Regions from separate parts of the Gasterosteus aculeatus genome. Here region 2 is linked to region 1. Evidence: chromatin contacts called from public Hi-C data. All regions are on one chromosome and are shown on one strand. Each heading gives the region's core, a stretch centred on a gene start, on an enhancer-like site or on the middle of the called end of the contact. The rest is flanking DNA. Distances are from core to core; before and after follow the strand shown. Region 1 has its middle 12 kb from the start of LOC120815161. Region 2 holds the start of zeb2b (zinc finger E-box binding homeobox 2b).

The links. A called contact is a pair of places that touch in the nucleus more often than the background predicts.
Region 2: a Hi-C map of skeletal muscle shows a contact between it and region 1, with 2.2 times the contacts expected there. The contact joins the promoter of zeb2b here to the enhancer-like site in region 1. A contact is called at or near these places in 2 of 6 Hi-C or Micro-C datasets (skeletal muscle and tail fin).

Annotation. Positions count from the first base shown.
Region 1 is chr1:30,377,791-30,380,976 of fGasAcu3.hap1.1, reverse strand. No RefSeq gene overlaps it. Among protein-coding and RNA genes, the nearest start is that of LOC120815161, 12 kb to the left of the region's middle. Within about 2 kb of position 1,681, at least 4 of the 9 cell types and tissues checked have open chromatin away from gene starts, as enhancers often do.
Region 2 is chr1:30,420,006-30,423,728 of fGasAcu3.hap1.1, reverse strand. zeb2b (zinc finger E-box binding homeobox 2b) reads right to left here and starts at 2,416. Exons shown (of 11, transcript XM_078102633.1): 1 at 2,089-2,416; 2 at 1,887-1,950. LOC120813969 (a long non-coding RNA gene) reads left to right here. Exons shown (of 2, transcript XR_005711132.2): 2 at 2,201-3,366.

The DNA of each region.
Region 1 (3,186 bases), core at 432-2,931:
AACAATCAAGGAAAGTGGTCGCCGAGGAGATGCGGCTCCACGGGGGAATTGTGTGGATTAAACAAAGAGGGTGTAGGCGGACGGATTGACGGGGACTGAGGCGTGCAGAGGAACCATCTCGCTCACACTTACGTAAAAAGGCAACAAGGAGAGCAGCTGGACGGAGCACGAGGCGGTTGGGAGGAGTTGAATGACCAGCCGGAGCCCGGGACACGACTCCAAATGACGACGCTGATGCCTTCCTACAGGCCGGCTCCGGCCCGTCGGAGGAGGCATCGTCGCTCGGCCGCGTCCCCCCCCTCTGCTCCCTTAATCATCCTGTCCACTTGCTGCACGCGCTCTGCTCTGTGGTGAATATGTGGGTGCCGTGCATGTGTTTTAACAGGCTTGGCCCCTTATGGGGCGACGCAGGAATCAGCTAAATTGAACGCGACTGGGTGCCAGGACGGGGGGCCGAGTTAGGCAGCGGGGAGAACATGTAAAAAGGCCAGACGGGTTTTTATTGGGAGACGGTGACGGGGTCGGACAATCGGTGCTAGTTGGAGGAGTGAGCAAATGTGAAATGGGATCATTTAGCATAATGGCAGCAGTGGGGAGAGTGGATGAAAGTTGTAGAGACAGGCTCGTGACTGGAAGGTCATCGCTGAGACGAAACGCCTGCTGAGGAAAATGACAAAGCTCTCCTTCATCAAAAACTTTGCCGTCATGCTGCCCTGGAGCAAGGCACGCCGCACAACCGCAGCCGCTCAGTAGCACAGAGGTTGTGGTGAACGGGTCACTGGTGAAAATATGTAAACATGGTACGAGGGTGAGGGAGGGCGGTGCAGGAAAAACGCTCTTCGTGCCCGGTGAGAGAGTGTGGAAATAGGAACGAGGCGCTGGCTGCACCCAGAAGGAAATACTCCAAAAACCATCAGGACACCAAAAAATACGTTCATGCCTGAAGCGTTTTCCCTTGAAATGATCACAGCTTGTGTTTAACACACACACACACACACACACACACACACACACACACACACTGATGATTTAGAGATCTAAAGGTGCTCAATTTGCATAAATAATTGTTTAAGATATAAAGATATAAAAAGTGACCCCTGACTCGGAAAAATTCAAGTGTGATTATGAATCAAGACAAACTTGATATTCCAAACGTAATATTGCGACTCGTTTTGGCGACCAGCAGATGAAATTAAAGGCTCGGCAAAGCCACCGGGGTTCGTATGACCGCGTCCAGACTCTCAGGACCTCAGCGGCGTGAGAACATTCCAGCGTCACCTCGTACGAGATGTCGACGTGACATTTGGGTCAAGAAGGTAGATCACAAAGCGCAGGAACCAGTCGAGCAATCATCCTGACGGCTGTCCCGCGATTGAGTGTTTAACCGGGGGGGGCCAGGGGGGGGCGCAGGGCAGAGCCGGGCAGGCCGGTCGCTGGGGTTGATTCAGTGTTGCTTCGGTTTAACGCTGGCTCTATTTTTAGCCTGACATCTGAAGTATCCGTGGAGTCTAAATGTGGGAAAAGCCTGTCCTCCTTCCTCCCCGGGTGTCTGATGTTTCCCAGCAAGCCCTCCGTGTGCGTGTGCGTGTGCGTGTGTGTGTGCGTGTGCACGTGAGGCTGGATCAGTATGTCACTGTAAGTGAGGAAGTCTCTGTGTGCCTGTTTGACTGTGTGGGAGAGTTTCACATGTGGGTGTGAGAACATGTGTGTGTGTGTGTGTGTGTGTGTGTGCATCGCAGTGGAGGTGTGTGTGTGTGTGTGTGTGTGTGTGTGTGTGTTTTTAGCCGTGCGCGGAGACCAGAGGACTGTGGGAGGACTTCCTCTGTGGATCCTCTCTGTTTTCTTTTCACAGAATGACATTCCTAAGCTGTTTCACTTTTCAGGCAGGACGTGGAAAGTGGCCAAAAATGATTAAATCCAGGAACGGCAACATAACAGCGCCGCCGCCGCCGCCGCGGAGATCGGGGTGTCAACACAGAGTCAAACAGCCCTGATGTATTGTTTAATAACCGGGAGTTCTGCTGGGATGGCACACTGAGGTCTGGGAAAGTAGATCCGGCTGCTTCTGCAACATTATTATTATCATTTCCCAAATGATCGGTTCCTCCACGTTGAAGCTCTGCCCGCTGTTGGTTAAAGGATCCTATTTCTGTTTCTGGTGACAGGCCCGGTGGAATAAAAATCATCCACGTGTCCCCGGTGGGCCGTTCGGCCCAGTTGAAGGTTGATGTTGTTTTTTCGCACATTGATTGATGGAGCTCAGCGTTTGCTTTTGGGAACGGCTCAGATTTCTATCTTCAGACCAGGCGCTCGTCACCATTATTCTGTCCGAGCAGGTAACGCAGTCCCGCATTTTCCTAAGTATACTTGTAAATTCTGACTCCCAGAATTACCAGCGTATTAAGTTATATCACAAACCCCGACGCCAAACGCACCGTTGATGTTGGATGTCTTTGCAAAACCTTCTTTCGATGCATGTTCCCTGCAATAGCGTTTGTATGATATATTATTTACTAAAATACCACTGCAGCTACAGTATGGTTAACATGGACGGGTTCCCAGACAGGCCCAAGCGAGGGGTCCCAGGGGGGGCCGGGGGCCCCCAAAGCTGTTATTACTAACTGGAGTTTCACTCCAGAGCTGCTAAAATCAGCTCCTCCATGCTAACTGCAGCAGTCAGACTCACACGGGGCCGACAGGACAACCGGGAAGCCCCCTGATGTCGCGTTACTATGCGTGCAAAAAGAAGCGCAAACGGCAACACAACCAGGACGCCCGTCTCTGGCAAACTACACATGTGGGCCCGTGCATGAATCCGACGCATGCATGCATGAATCAATACACACAGATCGCTATTTATATCTATTCCAAACCTCAACTGACGAGCGCTGCTTGGAGCACACGCAGTCGAGATTTAATTCCTGCTTTGGCAACATCGCAAGAATCGAACAACAAAGAGGAGCAAAAGGTCAAGAGTTGCAGCAGCAATATTCTAACACAAATATGCACATACGAATGTGAATGCGCGTCTTTCGAATGGACGTTGGAGGAAGGAGGCGAAGCTCAAAGTCACGATCGCATCCATCAAGGCGTCGTTACGCGCTCAACCTCGCTCGCAGCTCACCCACGACGGTGTCGGGTTTGCGAGGCCACGCAGGATCAACAGCAAAGAGGTTTATTTTTAGA
Region 2 (3,723 bases), core at 1,167-3,666, 42 kb before region 1:
TTTTGTGTCCAGCAGTTTGCCACTGTATGGCTAATTAAATCATCAATCAGAGGGCTGCATGGACTGGTTGATGACCCCCGCACCCCCGTTAATTACTCTCCATCCCCCCATCCAAAAAAATAATAATAACACAATCAGAGGCTGCAGAAAGAAGCGACAGGGTCGTGCATTTATTAATATGATCTGTGGCTTTTGTGGAATATCACTTTTGTTATTTTTATAATCAAACAATTAGAAATTTCGATTACAATAATTCTGAATATCGTGAACAAATTCCTCTTTCAACTTAAGTCCCTCTCCGACGTGCCTGCATGTGTCGGAGGAGGTTTTGGGTGAGTTTACTTTCTCCCGTTCTGAAGCATTTCCATCATGACATGCCGTCTTTTTTTATCTTCGTACTGAATAACAAAGAGGGGGAGGAAGAGGAGGAAGAGGAGGAGGGCAGAGGCGGTTTCCTCGGGTCCAAAGTGGATCCAGTCCTGGGTGAATTATTGTCATGCGTAATTTACTGCCACGGTGGCTGCATGTAGGAGAAGGAGTCCGGCTCTCTCTCCCCCGTCTCCCACTCTCTCTCTCTCTCTCTCTCTCTCTCTCACACACACACACACACACACACACACACACACACACACACACACACACACACACACACACACTTGAACCGGAGCTGCAGCTCCGTGTCCCATTCATCCGAGCAAGTCTGGAGTGGCACCGCTCCCCCCCCCCCCCCGACGTGGGGCCGCATATTCAGCGTGAAAGCGGATTACAGTCGGTGTGTGACCTATAGGGGGACCTTGTGCTTAATGAATAAATTGATTTAAACGAGGGGAGGGGTACCAAAAACAGCGTATGCACAAATTCATAATTCTATCTGGATTTTATGATTTTGCGTCCAGATTAAAGGTGGAAATTAATTATAACACAAATTGTTTACAATGTTTTTGGAAAATTGTTATTTATGAGATTAAAAGCCTGACAAATTTGTAATTATTTAAATAAAGAAGAGTGGATATTTTTAACTGTGTTTGTATTTTTTTTTTCTCTAAATAAAAATCTGAAGCACATTTTCTGCCCTGGTTTATTTTCTGAAGTTGAAATGTTTCCCCCAAAAAACCCCAATAAGTGGAAATTCACTCGGGTTTAATGGTTTTTAGTGTCCAACACCTAAATTGGAGCTGTGTAGTTCTGCAGCTGTCTGCCTCAGGCATGACGGCTGATTACCAAGATTATAATCCTAATTTCCTCTCCCTCTCTGCTTCAGTGTGTGTGCGTGTGAACAGAGGCCCACTTTTAGCTTTCTGACAGAGAAAACACAAACACAGCGGTGTGGTGGGCTTGTAGGAATGTTCTGTAGTATTTAGAGAATGCGTCTGTGTAATTACATCGTCCCTTTGTACACATGCAGCAGTAACAGAACAGACGAATAAACTCACTGCTATGTTTTTTGTACATAAGTGAGAGAAAAAAAAATTAAGAAAACGGGTAAAAAAAAAAAAAAGCAGTCCCGAAAGGTTTTTTTTTTTTTTTTTTTTTTTGCCGGTTTTCTGGTATTTTTTTGGATTTATTTGCATATTTCCACATGTGCGGCCCTCGCACAAACACTCAAACATCCACATCGCAGAGCGTCTCGTACGTGATGTTTAACAAAGAGAGCACCGGCCCAGCGATGCCGTAATCTCAAAAACAATGAACGCGTCTTTCAGCACCGCCGGGGTTCTGTACAGTGAAGCGAGACGCGCACGGCGGGAACGCGCCTCAGGACCCAAACGCCGCTCCGTGACCTCGTCGAGCGGCCGCCGGCGCTCCCCACCAACGGCCCGATTCAGCGCGGGCAGAAGTCACACGACGTGAATGTCAGAAATACAGATTGATGCGTAACAACTCACCTGTGTGCTCCAGATGTGTCTCCCTGCTGCGGGTCCTCGGCCCAATATGACGTGTGCAGAATCACTGTGAGAGAGGAGGACAGAGTGAAAAAAAGTCCCGTTCATATCCAGACACATTCATAAGAACTGCAGATACGGTTCCACAGGAAGGAGGTCAAAGGTCAGCGCAAGCCAGACTGATGTGGCTACCAGTGATACTCACACTGAGGTCTCATCATTTGTGCCAGCTCTCTAATTGTTGGCACAAACAGCTGTGACTCCTTTCCAAGCTAAACAGTGACTCAGCTTTTCCTCCACCGTTTGCTTCTTATCAGGAAAATAAAATCCACTCAAAAGGAATCTGGCGGAGCACGGGAAGGCCAACGTCTCCAGCGACACCGGAGGAAGCGGCTCGGTAATTGCAGGTGGTTAGCAGCTCTTCAGCAGCTTTACTCCCCCGTCACGCCGTCCTCGCGTGCTGGGCGGGACGCCGTTCTTACGTTAGGTAAGAGGTGACTCAGATCTGCCGACAGCAGGGGAGTCGACTGGTCCTGTTGATGTAAAGCAACAAAGAAACGTTACGAAATGATGGCAAATAATTAGTGTTCAGCCCAGTCACAATAAGAAAGAGGGTGCCCCCAAAATCCACTTCTACAATTGAAAACATCTGTCCAGAGGCAGCAGCTCGGCCTCTCAAGTGCTCAGTTTGTGCCGGAGCCTCTTTTTAATTAGAAGGCCGCTCGTCGCTGGCGTTCAGAGGTTGTGAATGCACGACAGAGGAGCCGTGGCGTCCCAGATCACATCAAACCGGGCTCCTCTCCCCGGGCAGCGGCTCCACGGCGGCTCCGGAGACCCACGGACAATTAAAGGCCGAGAGGCGAAGGCTCCCGCGTGCGTTCCGCGAACATGCAAAATGAATTTAGTTCACATTTTCCACGAGCGAGAGAGAGAGAGAGCGAGAGAGAGAGAAAACCTCTTTTCTGATCTCTGTCGGTCCAACGAGGAAACTAGCACACAGACAAAAAGTATTGATTTTTTGATGTTGTTCTTGTTAGCTGAAATGTGCGCGGAGGCTTCTACAAATGACCACTTGTTCGACCGAGACTCTTACAAGAACAAGACGAACGCGCCACGTCTTCCTGCAGAAAGACAACGGAATAAAAACTGTGTTTAGTCCCACCAGCACGTCTCAAGTTGGACCAGCTATGTGTGTGTATTTCATTCTTTTTCATTCGTATTTGTTCTCAAATGTTTGGGTGCACAAATCAACATTTAAAATGAATAATAAATGCGCTCCGCTGATGAAGATGATACCGCGGATGTTCAAATGAATGCAAGTAAGTCCGCTGCTACTTCAAAAGGCGAGAATGCACTAAATTATGTTTGATGACGACCTCCTCTTAATACATGTGAATGCATAACCTGCCCCGTAGTAAATCACAATTAAACAGATGTCATTAGACATTCACAGTTATCACCGGACTGGCTGCACGCCCCCCCCATGAAAGGAATCATCTTAACACATCGACACGGCCCGATTCTTTATCAGCTGCTTAAATAGAGGGCGAAGCCCTGAAAAGAAGTCAGCAGTTCTGCTGATTGTTGTGAGGGGATTGAGTGTGTGTGTGTGTGTGTATGTGCACACACATATTTGTGTATTGTGAGTCACCAAACCAATTCCTGCACATTTACTGTACAAATAAAGGGGTTTGGATTGAGCCCGTGATAGGTCCCACAAGAAAACTTCTTGCTCTGAGAAGAGGGGGAAAAGAGGACTTATCGCTGGCTGAAATTAATAATTGACTGCGTCTCCGATGAATAATTAATCAAACATTTGAATAATTGTTGTAGCTCTAAT